2 separate regions of the Sus scrofa genome follow, and region 2 is linked to region 1. Evidence: chromatin contacts called from public Hi-C data. All regions are on one chromosome and are shown on one strand. The core of a region is the stretch at or near the end of the contact, and the rest is flanking DNA. Distances in the headings are between cores, read along the strand shown. Region 1 has its middle 320 kb from the start of TMEM135. Region 2 has its middle 440 kb from the start of TMEM135.

What was found. Hi-C and Micro-C count contacts between places; a contact is called where the count stands out from the background.
Region 2: a Hi-C map of retroperitoneal adipose tissue shows a contact between it and region 1, with 2.1 times the contacts expected there. The contact joins two enhancer-like sites. A contact is called at or near these places in 9 of 47 Hi-C or Micro-C datasets (heart right ventricle, mesenteric adipose tissue, omental adipose tissue and 4 more) and 1 of 2 datasets of contacts at active chromatin or transcription factors (skeletal muscle).

Annotation. Positions count from the first base shown.
Region 1 is chr9:21,060,424-21,066,786 of Sscrofa11.1, forward strand. No RefSeq gene overlaps it. Among named protein-coding and RNA genes, the nearest start is that of TMEM135, 320 kb to the left of the region's middle. Within about 2 kb of position 3,673, at least 12 of the 83 cell types and tissues checked have an H3K27ac peak or open chromatin away from gene starts, as enhancers often do. A contact at or near this core is called in omental adipose tissue and retroperitoneal adipose tissue, where this site is marked.
Region 2 is chr9:21,181,065-21,187,427 of Sscrofa11.1, forward strand. No RefSeq gene overlaps it. Among named protein-coding and RNA genes, the nearest start is that of TMEM135, 440 kb to the left of the region's middle. Within about 2 kb of position 3,902, at least 17 of the 83 cell types and tissues checked have an H3K27ac peak or open chromatin away from gene starts, as enhancers often do. A contact at or near this core is called in omental adipose tissue and retroperitoneal adipose tissue, where this site is marked.

The DNA of each region.
Region 1 (6,363 bases), core at 2,423-4,922:
ATTCCCAACAGAGACTGCTCCGACAGTTCAGTCTTCTCTTCAAGCTTGAGCGTATCCTCTCCTTCCAGCCCAGCAAGAGGTTGTACCTTTCTTCTCCGTCTCACAGCTCCTGGAGTACCTGTCACTTTACCTTTCCTCGCTTATTCCTTTGTTCAACATTTCTGGTTTATTTATTTTTTTTTAGGGCCGCACCTGAGCACATGGACGTTCCAAGGCTAGGGGAGTGAATGGGAGTGGTAGCCACCAGCCCACTCCAGCGTGGGATCCAAGCTGTATCTGCGACCTACACCACAGCTCATGGCAACACCGGATCCCTAACCCACTAAGCAAGGCCAGGGATCGAACCCATGTCCTAGTCGTGTTCATTACTGCTGAGCCACGATGGAAACTCCCTTGTTCAACATTTCTTGAATGTTCAATCTGTATGAACTGGGCATAGTCCTTCCCCTGTGATGCATTTCCATGCTGGTGGGGAGTTAGAAGGAAGGAAAACACAGGTAAATGTGTATCTTTCAAGTCTGTGAATACCAAAGGAGGAGCGTTTACTTTACTTGAATGGAAGAATCAGGAAAGTTTCCCAGAGGAGGTCTGAGAGGGCAAGTCAGAGTTCAATAGGAGACAACTGGGTGACCAGCACTCCAGGTGGAGGGGACAAAGCGTGTGACCACGGAGGTGTGAGAAAGCGTGACACAGTCAGGGAGAGTGAGAGAGGGGCGAGAAAGGAGGGCATTGGGGCAGTGTTGGGAGAGGAGCTTGAAAAGCCAGAGTGGCTCCGTCATCTGAGAGGAGGAAGTGCCTTCCCTGTCTGTGCTCCCGGCCCCACTCCCTTCTGGGCGTCTCTAGCATCTTGCTCCAACAATGCCCTTGCCGAGTTTTCCTTTTGCATCTTACCTGTCAGCTCACAGAGAGGCTCAAGTCTTACCTTTCTTCAACATCCACCCCCCCACATCCACCAACTGCACCCGACTCTGCTTGGTGCTTAGTTTCAAGAGAGAGCAGTTTGTCTCACTCGCCTTACTTCTTAGCCTCGATTCTCTCCATCCCACTGCAGTCTGGCTTGAGAAAAAATGAGAAGCCGTGTACTTGGGCACATTATCTGAACCTAAAGTTTTACATCTAAAATATATGAGTCAATTTTTTTTCCTTTACTCCCATGGTGAATTTTAAAGAATGCATTTTTTTTTCCTTTTTTTTTGTGCTTTTTAGGGCTGTAGCGTATGGAAATTTCCAGGCTAGGGGTCCAATCAGAGCTATAGCTGCCGGCCTATGCCACAGCCACAGCAATGCCAGATCTGAGGCATGTCTGTGACCGACACCACAGCTCACGATAACACTGGATCTTTAACCCACTGAGCAAGGCCGGGGATCGAACCTGCATCCTCATGGATACTACTCAGGTTTGTTATCACTGAGCCACAATGGTAACTCCCATTTTATTTTCCTTATTTATTTGAAGCTCATGTAAGCTCAATTCCCCTCTGAATATATTTTAATGTACTTAAAACAGGTCTATCTTCTTTTCCCTACACAATTTTGTAAAGCCAATGGCTCCTTTAATTCCAAGGCCATGGGGATGCCCATTTGATGCACAGGCTGAACAGGCATCCTTTCTGCTTTACCCTGACTCAGAGAAGAATTGTGCAGTAATGGGAAGACAGGAGAAGAAAACAAGAGAGAGATGATCCACACGGTCAGGGGAAGATGCCACAGGACTGTGAGTGCCTATCTGTGCGGAGGTCATTCTATTCCAGCGATTTCACACGCATTTGCCAGGTGCTATTATGTACCTGGCACTGGGGAGACTGAGACACAAGCTACATTTCCTGAATTCATGGGATCACAGACTGGGGAGACAGACCCAAAGATTGCACACAGATTGTCACAGACGTCAATTTAGCAGTTTCCTAGGGGCCAGGAGGGAAAGAAGAGAGAACAGGAAGGGAAAGAAACCTAATGTTTTTATTTGACAAAACTATGTTTTGTACTGGAGATACAGAGAACAATGAAATACAGTCCCTAACCCAAAAGACTCTCAGACTTTTGGGGGATAGATAAAAGTTGAAAAAAATCCTCTTATTACTGCTGATGAACCTGAGGCAGAGAAGATGTGATTTAATCAAAGACTTAATGATAATCTCTCTGTTCTTCCCATGCTGAATGTATATCCTGTTTGGGCACTAAATTATTCTACATCTTTTGGCCCATTCGGAATGGCAGTGGTGGAAAATTAGAGGCTTACATTATTGATTTCAAAGAGAATGGGGATCCAGTATTCTGGGAAATTATATAAGTATGAAGATTGCCAGGCATTAGGCCTACTTTTGGAAAGAACCAATTGAGTTTTATGAGGACATTTCTGCTTCTTGAAAATGAGATAAATAGATGCAAAATACTTTCAAAATTGCCTAATCAGTTGATTTCTGGTAACAGTGAAATGCCATAAGTAGGTCAACCGCAATGTGGTATCAATCTTAGGAAGGTCACATGAGACAATTATACTTGTTATCCTGACTCGTTGATCTCTGCGAAGTCTAGACAAAGTGCTACTGTCCAACGTACTTAGTAGCAGGACTTTCAAGACATTCCTCTGGTGTATCAACCCTTTGGGCTGACACTTTGCCTCCACTTGGCAACACACACACACACACACACACACACACACACACACACACACACACACACAGAGTTGATTCTCATTATCCTTATTATTTGTGCTAATCATGTTCTATAAAGTTGCCATGAGCCCTGAATTAGCAAACACTGAACCATTGCTCTTGGGGCAAATATAGGATTAGGTGCCTGCAAACTTCTGGTCAGAACATTTTTGTCCAGTCATCAATATATAACCTTTTCTTAAATATGTTTCAACTTAAAGAATCTGAGAATTTTGAGTCACCTCAACACAATGTACACATTCCTCACGGAGATGAAGAGATAATGCAGGATTCTTAATTTTTGCCTACAAGAAATTTTAGCCTGTAGAGTGTCCGAGGTCAGTTTCATTGTTGTAGTTGGTGGTAACTGCATCGGTAGTTTGTGGTCACTGTGTCATGAATTGGGAAAAAAAAGCCCTGAAAATTTGTACTGCTTTCTTGAAAGAAAGTGAAGAAGACACGAAGGGCACAGGCATTAGATCTGAGAGTGTGGTGGGGTTAAATCATTGTGCACAACCAGGAGTTTGGATTTGACAGCCAGTGCTCTTTCTGTGCAACCCCAGACCCCTCCAGGATACCTGGTATTTTTTTTTTTTTCTTCCAGGAGAAGTTGGAGCAATGAAGCCAAGGATCAGGCCTTTTGCCCTACCAAGCTGCTCATGGTCAAGAGGAGAGGTCACTCTGAATTTGTGCACAAGAGTTGGAAAGAACTGTGTAAACAAAAGAGGTCGCCAGGCCCTACTTCGCTCTGTCAGGGGGACAAGCTGTTCCTCTCCTGACCTTGGCTCCCAGTGGATCTGCCTCTGGATCCGCCCAAGTTCCTCTAGGCTTGGAAAGATCCCAGGCCTCTCTCCAGTTCCCCAATGGGCCAGAGCCTCCCTGGAGGCCTTGTTTGTCTGAATTCCAGAGGCCACATGTCAATTAAAGCCCTTAGAAGTCACAGTCAGTTCTCTCCCTCACACCTCTAACTTCCACTCTCCAAACTATTGCATGAGGTTCAATCCAGGCCATGGCTGTTCCGGCCAGCATGTCCAGTGGGACTTTTTTGTTTTTCCTAAGACCACAGAAACATGGCTAAGAACTAGATAAAACACATTAAAAACAAGCATAAATTTGCAGTCCATTTGTATGATGAACTGAGCATCAAATTCCACGGCTCCAGCCTCGGTATTCTCCAGTGATAAGGTATTCCATGACCTTGTCCTGAAGTGACCTCCCTGGGTGTATGTTTATTGGATTCCACTCAGCAAAAGCCCATGTACAACACTCCTGCTGAGGCGCCGCAGGATCAGCCCGAGGGGCTCAGGGATGGCCAGTATTTGCTGTAAAACAAAGCACTTTTCTGCTTCCTATTACCTCTGGAAACTTGATATTTAATATGCTGATTATGAAAAATAAATCGACAGAAATCTGTTGGCTGCGACTTTTTCACAGCCTGCTTAACTTCTGATCCCTCTTTCCAACCTGCTTCTGACCTGAGCACATGCGCTCTTGCTCTGTATTCAGATTTAACCCTTAGTACTCCTGCCCAGATACTGAGGTGGGGCTTACCGTTAGCTACAACTCAGACGACCCCCTTGGGTTGCGGGTGTGGGCTGGTTCCTGGTCAAGGCCTCTCATACTGCTCTCTGGTTCCTGGAACCCTCTGAATGCCATGGCTGCTGCTGCGTTTGCCTCAGGCTTTGATTTTTAATTTTTTTTTTTTTTTTTGGGCTGCACTTGAGGCACATATGCAGGTTCCCGGGCCACAACGCCAGATCCTCCTTAACCCAGGCGGGTATCAAACCAGCACCCTGAGCCACTGCAGTCAGATTCCCAGTCCACTGCGCCACAGCAGGAACTCCACCCAGACTTTAAACGGGAAGAGAGAGAAGAAGACTATTTACTCTTTACCCACCTCTCCGCTTTCCACTAATGGTTCTCCGCTTTGCCTCCAGGCCTGAGAAGGTGATTATCTGTCTGAATTCCGCAGCCTCCTGGCGAATGGGAGAGGGCTTTGGAGGATTTCTGGTTTGCAGCCTGTGTCTGTTTCTTACCAGCCCTGTGATACTGGACATGCCACTCTGAGTATTCTACCCGCTCGGCCTTAAAAAAAAGGAGAAACGTTCATGTGGATAAAGACAAGTACAGGGGTGAGCGCCTGGCAGGCAGCAGGTGCTCAGGAGGAAGCTGCGAGCAGGAATTCCCAGAGCACGTTTGTTGTGCCCAGTCTTTACCTCCCATGGATGTACTTGACTCTGAGTCTGGGACAGGGCCGCCAGTGCTGCCCGTCAACTGAATTCTGTTCAGACGAGGGTCCTGAGGGGGATGGGAAGGACGCTATAAGCCGCGCTGAATCCCTCTTAGAAACCTGAGCGAGTCCTCTGCGTTTTTCAATTGCTCTATCTTGCTTTCTTTCTGCCTCCGCAGAGGAAATGTAGGGGTTTATCCAATGCATTCAGGCTCTGGGAGAACGAGCCAGTATCGTGAGGAAGGAAAAGCACTGGCTTTGTGTCCCGGCTCTGTCACTTTCTAACAGTGTGACCCAGGGTAAGGGCGAGACTTGGCCAGAGTTTGTTTTCTCACCTGCGAAATGGGCATAAATCAGGGGAAGGTCCAGGTTTTGTGGGGGCTAAAACTTACACAATTTGGGGGCTCTGTTTAAGAAAAAGAACCCAAATTTGTGAATACAAAATGAGTTATAAAACTTACATTTACAATGAGGAAAGAAATCACCATAAACTACAAATTAAAGAAAATCCAGGAGTTCCTAGAGTGGCTCAGTGGGTTAAGAACCCAACAGAGTGTGCGGGAGGTTGCAGGTTCCATCCCTGGGCTTGTTCAGTGGGTGAAGTATCTGGTGTTGCCACAAGCTGTGGTGTAGGCTGCAGATGTGGCTTGAATCTGGCGTTGCTGTGGCTGTGGTGTAGGCCAGCAGCTGCAGCTAGGATTCGACCCCCAGCCCGGGACTTTCCATGTGCTGAAGGTGCAGCCATTAAAATAAATAAATAAATAAGTAAATACATAATTTAGAAAACTAATATATATTATTATTTAACTATGTGGCATACCTCAATAATACTTTTTTCTTACCTTTTTGGCTAAAGACTCTCCAATTACCTTTCTATAGAATGATGATTTTGTATAGTCTTTGTCTACAGGGAGAACAGAAAAATACTATATTCCTTCCTCTTGCATGCTGATCAAAATTTTTATTTCATTGCTAAGAGTATTAAGAGGTTTTTTTTAGTTCTACTAATATTGTGTAAGTGTTTAGAATTGTCATTTTGCAAGAACTTCTATAGAGTTTAAAAAGCTATGTGTATATAAGTTGTATTCAAGTGTTCTTGTATAGTATTTGTAATAAACACTCTGTGAAATGAATGAGTATTCTTTTTTTTCTTTTCCGGGCCACACCCGCGGCATACAGAGGTTTACCAGGCTAGGGGTCGAATTGGAGCTATAGCTGCGGCCTACACCACAGCCGCAGCCACAGCAATGCCGGATCCAAGCTGCATCTGCGACCTACACCTCTGCTCACAACAATGCTGGATCCTTAACCCTCTGAGCGAGGCCAGGGATCAAACCTGAAACCTCATGGTTATTAGTCAAATTAGTTTCCACTGTGCCACAATGGGAACTCCCGAAAGGAGTATTCCTTCATGGTTAATGCGTCAACCAGCAAAAAAATGTTTCAGTGTTTCAATACATTTATATGATTCCTTCTTCA
Region 2 (6,363 bases), core at 2,652-5,151, 120 kb after region 1:
CCCTCATTAATTGCCTGTGAATGAAGTTATGCTTGATCTAGGTCCTACTGTCTTGCTGAGAGAGTGTCCACAGTGCTCTGCAAATCAGCTTGCATACCCTTCCTTGGAGGGTCATGGTATGCTCGTGAAGGACTGACCTTTGTTTAGCCTTACTTGTTTAGAAACCACACCTGGTCTGGTTGGTGCTAAATTCTCTCTTGGTCTTCAGCGGTACATATTCAAACTTCATGTACATTGGCTAGTTTCTTTACTTACACCATTTGCAGTTTTACCAGCTGTAACACTCCCCCTAGTAACAGGCCTAAACGATTTTGCTGGACTCCACTGCATCAATTATGCTTTTTTAATATCAGTTTTTAATTGATAATAGAATCTTAGTGTCAAAGCTGAGGCCCATGATACTGCAGCAAAGCGATGAGTATTTTTAACCTCATCTCACTGTTCATGCCATGTGCTCTTGGCTCCAGGCATGCCCAATTGCTACCCTTTTCTTTTGTGTGCAGCCATGGAAGAACCTTCTTAGTTTCCTGATCCCTCTGCAGGCACCAGGATTTTACTCACTATTATCCCCTGTTCTGTAATGATATCAAGCCTCTTTGTGGGGTACAGGATCCATTGTGTCTCTCACTTATTCCCTATCCAAAACCTCTCTTCCATTATTCAACCAGAGTCAACCATACTTCCATATCTCATGAATATTTTAAAAAATCTATTTCACCCTTTGGCCATTTTACACCATAACAATACTTTCATATACTAAGGAGCAAAAAAACTGAGGAGGGGGACCCATCTGTTCAAGACCAAGAGAATCTGTAACAAGCTATGGTCCCTTAATTCCTGTTTAAATATGTCTGAAATCTTGACATTTTAGGAGTCAACTAAAAAGGGAAGAAGGGTACCACTAAGATGAAATAGTTCAATTTCACCTTACTGTCCTCTCTTAATTAATTTCAAGGTGAAACTCAAAGCGACTGTGAAAAGGTGGAAAGAAAATGAGATACTTCAAGCCTGTTCTATTTTTGTTCTCTGAGCTCAATATCTCTTAAAATTGGAAGGCAGAATCCAGGTGTTAGCCTGGTATTAGCCTGGGGAAATGTGAGAGTGGAGGTCATGCAGTAAAAGGGCACTAAACTATGCATATTGCATGAGGAATTAATTGCCAGGAGCATGTGAGAAGAATTATGGCAGTTAATATCCAGAGCCTGAGCAAATTCCAGTGTGAGAAAACTGTCACATATCTGTAAACATAGGAGGGTTCCAAGCCAATGGATAAAAAAGAGATTAGCTTTTGTCTTCATAAATGACAGAAGATGCTTTGAAGGGGAAAAAAAATCACCAAAGATGGACAGTATTATGTAGCCAAAATATTTTCAAATTTAATTTCTGAACCATGATCATGGTCACTGAGACCTTTTAAAAAACATAGCAAGGGCACCTTGCATTGTCTTCTGGTTTTATAGTACCCCTTCCAATCAAGCTTACCTATTTTGTAAATCTGTGCTGTAGAGTGAAGATTCAAGTTTATCATCCAGAGCCTGAGGCACTATTAGATCCTAAATGCAAAATGAGAATTCAATTATGTTCTCTCCATCCTATTTACTAAAGCAGAAAATTGGAATTATTAGTCTTGGAAAAGCGTTTCTCACTTGTGGGTGGGGAGGGGAAACAGGGCTACAGAGCACATCACACTCTCCCAGAGGGTTATGAAAATATGTACTTAGTATTACATAAATTTTAAAATTGAGAGACCACAAAAAGCCATTATTTTTATTATAAACTACAACAGAAAAGCTGAAAGAAATGTTTTTCATATAAAAAAATAAACATTCCTCTGTCTCTCAGGGATTCAATTAGAGGATAAGAGCAAGGCCTCTGGACACATGCAGGGAAGGGGAAGCGTTTTTTATGTTCAGCAAGCAAGTACATAGATTAAAAAACATTGAGAAGCATGGGCCCACAACAAGGCCCATATGATAAGATACAAGATATAAGATATAGATATAAGAGTGCCATATTTACCCTTCACTTATTTGGAAAATTCAATCAAATGGAGACTTCCTATCCATTTTAACAGAAGATCAACTGTACCTAGTTGATTTTTTTTTTCTTTTTTTTGCATTGTTTTTGGTAGTATATAGACCTGACCTTCATGATAATGGTCTGTTTGAAGCCAAAGGGATTCTTTATGGCACTGCAGTTCTTCCACCGCTGGGGGCAGTTTGTCGGTACAAAAGAAAGAGGAATTACTGAGCACAGATGTCCTTTTTGATTTGATTCTTAGCAAAATGGGGTAATGGACTGCTCACTAATGCATGGAATCTGTAACAAGTCTTCTTTTGCTTTGCTTGCAAGTAAGAAATGTCTTTTCTCTCTTCATTTCTCACTAAGCTTGTTTGGAGAAGTAATGACATTAAGGAATTCTCCGTGTTAAATTTGTCCCTGCTTCCAAATCTGGCACTGTTCAAGGTTATAAAACCATTCAAAAATTTGAGAAAAGGAAGAAAAGTAAGTCATGTAATTATCCGATAGTTTGAAGAATAGTGGTTTCAGCTATGTTTTCCTTAAAACTCCAAGATCCTACACTACAGTTTAAATGCAGAATCCCTAACTTATGCTTAATCATTCAAGAATTTTCATCAGCCAAGTTTGTAGGCAAATGTTATATTCTCTTTAAGAATCATATCTTTCTTTCTCTTTTATTTTACCCTTTTAAATCTCAAGAGTGTGCTTTTAATAAAAACACTTCTAAATGTCCTTTCGATGACTATGTCTGCTGTATTTGGCAGAAATGTGTCCTCTGAAATGCATGTAGAACCATACGGTAGTCCTTCCATTAAAAGCAGCAGGAACACTGTACTTATTTAGGAGGGTTCTGTGTTCATTCCTGAGTTTCTCAACTTAGAAAGGATTTGGAGAAATACAGAGGAGGCCAAAAAAATCAATAAAGAATTGAAAGGATCTGATTTCAAATGCATATACACTTAGGGAAGAACAAGCGGCTAACAAAGGTGCCATACGAAGATCTAGACCAGTACTTGTCACTAGCATTCTGAGCGACGCTACCAGCTCTTTCATGAGAAATGGCCACTTCAATGAATAGTTTGGTTATTGATAACCATCCTGGCATAGTAATGGCTCCCACAAATATTCCTAACGCTTCCTGTGCCAGGCATTGTGACATGAAAATGCAGGGCTAGACATCACATCACAGTATGACTGTGTCCTCCTGGGCCTGACCCTGGAACTGTGTGGGCAAGACTTCCTGGAAGGAGCTAGAAGCTTGTCTGTGGAATGTTCTTCCCATCATCAGACGTGTAATGTTGCAAATAGAGGATTCAGTTCTCACTAATGCCTACTCATGACCATTAATAATAGAAAAACAATTATTTGATCAACCATGCTAGACAAGGTGTTCTTTTTTTTTTTCCACGAAGAATAACACGATAAAATTGTCATATGAAGAGGCAATCGAAGAGTAAGTAAATAGAAAAAGCATGTAGAAAGAAAGTATAATGGAGGGGGATCAGTCATAGTAAACACGTTATTTTCCTGGATTTGCTGATGTTTGTGGTGTTTGTCAGCTTTTTAAAATTTGCCATTTACTGGAATTTCTTGAAAGTTTTCCAAAATTCAAAATAGTTTAAACTTTGTCCCCAATTTTCTATTTACATATTTTTTAAATTCTTTTCACTCAGAATGACCCTTGAAATTGTGTAAGATCCAGGACTCCTCAAACTTGGATTTGTAACTATAAATTACGTTCTCCTAGTTTATAATGCCAAACCCCACACTTTTTGTCTGTCTTGATGTGTGTGCAAAGGTTTGAAACACACCCTGAGGAAGGCATTTCTCAAGTGTCTCTGGACAGCTCATCTGTTCTGTCGGCATCCTCACTGTTTGCACAATTTTCCATTACTAAGTCCTGGGCCTTGACAGGGCTCATGATTAAGTGGCTCATCCAATATTTGGTCTTCAGTGCTGTCCAAAAGGATTAATTCAACACAATTTATAAGGTGGAAATAAATCTTGTTAATTCAAATGAGCCTAAATAAAAGTAAATCTTTCCTGCTCTTAGAGACAATAACTATGAACAAAATAAAATGAAAAAGAATGTAGGGACTGTCCCTCAGTTAATGAAAGGAGTAGTCTTGTTTGCTTTGGTTACTGATGTGTTTCCATGGAGTCTTATCTTAACTATCATTTGAAATATATTTAGCTACAACAACAAGAAAATAGAGAACACAATTCATCATGTAGCTGCGGTTAGCCCTCAGAACATAATGGAGCCACAGTACTTTGGTTCCCAGTGAGTGATTTCTCTTTGGAGCTTGCTGAGAACTCAGATTCTCTTAGTACAGATATCAATCTTAATTGAATAGACATGATGACAAAACACAGACAATAGAACAGAGGGGAAAGGGCAGCTAAAGAGCTCTGCTTGAGTGAATTTCAACTCAACACAAGCTGGAGAGGAGAAGCCAGTGAGGCAACAGATCCATTGTCATGGATCTCAGGGGTGACAGAAATAGTGCTCTTTCACAAATGCTGGCCTCTGGAAGTTGTGACCTCAGATCAGAATTCTGAGTTCTTCTGTGCCGTGCACCTAGGGCCTTGCAACACCCACGAGCCCACCTGTGCTGTGAACGCATTATTAGGACAGCAGCTTCCTCTTTGATGTCCAAAGCCTATTCAAAGAATCTTTGAGTCCTTCCCACCTCTCTCTTCACTCAAAACTTAACTTCATTTCTTTGTACCATTACTGTTTTCGTGCTTGTGCTGTATTGGTTATCACAGTGCCTGCTGTTACCTAGGTACTCAAACATTTGTTGAATAAATGATCATGGTCTCCTTATATTAATGATAGCAAAATCTGTTATTGGTGAAGGTGAAGAAAATTATATAACACAGTAACAGTAGGTACCACATATTGAAAGGCAAACATCTTTTACACATTGTCTTTTTGAATTTTCACAGACTTTTTTTCAAGGTAATTGTAACATTTCAGAATGCTGAAACTCAGAAATTAGGTAATATATCAAAAATTATACAGCTAAGCTCTCTTTTGGAAGGGATGGGAAATCTAAGAACGATGTTATTTCTGTATTCATAATCTACAGAATAAAATTGTTTTGTATATCACATAAGCGTACTGTATTTAATACATCATACATGTATATGTGTGCATGTATATGCATCTATTCTGTTTCTTTTACCATAATATGAGCTCAATGAAGGGAGAGATAGCTCCTATTTCATATTTTCAAATATTTTTGGAATCCACTAGTCTAGTAAATTCATCAATGGACCTTTGTTTTTGCTTGAAAAATCTGTGTGGACATTTTATCACGTGGGTGCTTGAGACCAGCAGAATGTGCAGGTGCCCTGATTTGAGGCGGGTCAGTTAAATTATATTTAAAGAATTTAATGTCAAGCATTTAATGTCCAGTAATGTGCAGAAAGATACCAGAATAGAAATGCTAAGCCTCTTATTTCCAGTGGGAAAGTATGCATAAATTAACTTTGTCATTGGAAAGGAATGGGCTCATTAAATAGGTTATAGCTTTGCAACTGACTGTCTATCCATGTACCCAATAGTTAGGTTCTTTTTGTCTTTTTTTTTTTTTTTTTTTTTGCCATTTCTAGGGCCACACCCACGGCCCTAGAGGTTCGCAGGCTAGGGGTCTAATTGGAGCTGTAGCCAACGGCCTACACCAGAGCCATAGCAACACAGGATCCTAGCCGTGTCTGCAACCTACACCACAGCTCACAGCAACACTGGATCCTTAACTCACTGAGCAAGGCTAGGGATCGAACCCGCAACCTCATGGTTCCTAGTTGGATTTGTTAACCACTGAGCCATGATGGGAACTCCTCAATGGTTAGGTTCTTAAAAAGCATCTTTATTTTAGCAGAAGTTTCCCTGAAAACAGAGCCTGAGTAAAACGCGTGATCCTAGGAGCAGAAGTGAGAGAGAAAGGGAATGAAGAGAGAAAGAAAGCCAATACAATGAAGCTAATACAATGGCCACTGTTACTCGTGACTGGTTGCTTAATCCTGTGGGAGAAATTATGTCTAAAAACCATCCACGGAGAAAGGAGAAACCTCTATCTATTAACTTCTCTCTCCACTGGTCAAGGATGGCCGATGTGATGTTAAATCCCCTGCTTCTGGATTGTGATAAGATGAAGCAAGGGGTAGGGTACAGTGAGCTTGGGAGTGGGTGGGGGGGAGAGGGGGGAGTTCCCCAGGGATGAAAAAACCAGGTGGTTGCAGCAGTGGCTGGAATGAGGGCTGAAGCTGAAAAGATTTTTAGTGGCACTCAAGAAGTGTCAGATACACTTGGGTAATTAAAAATGCTTTTAG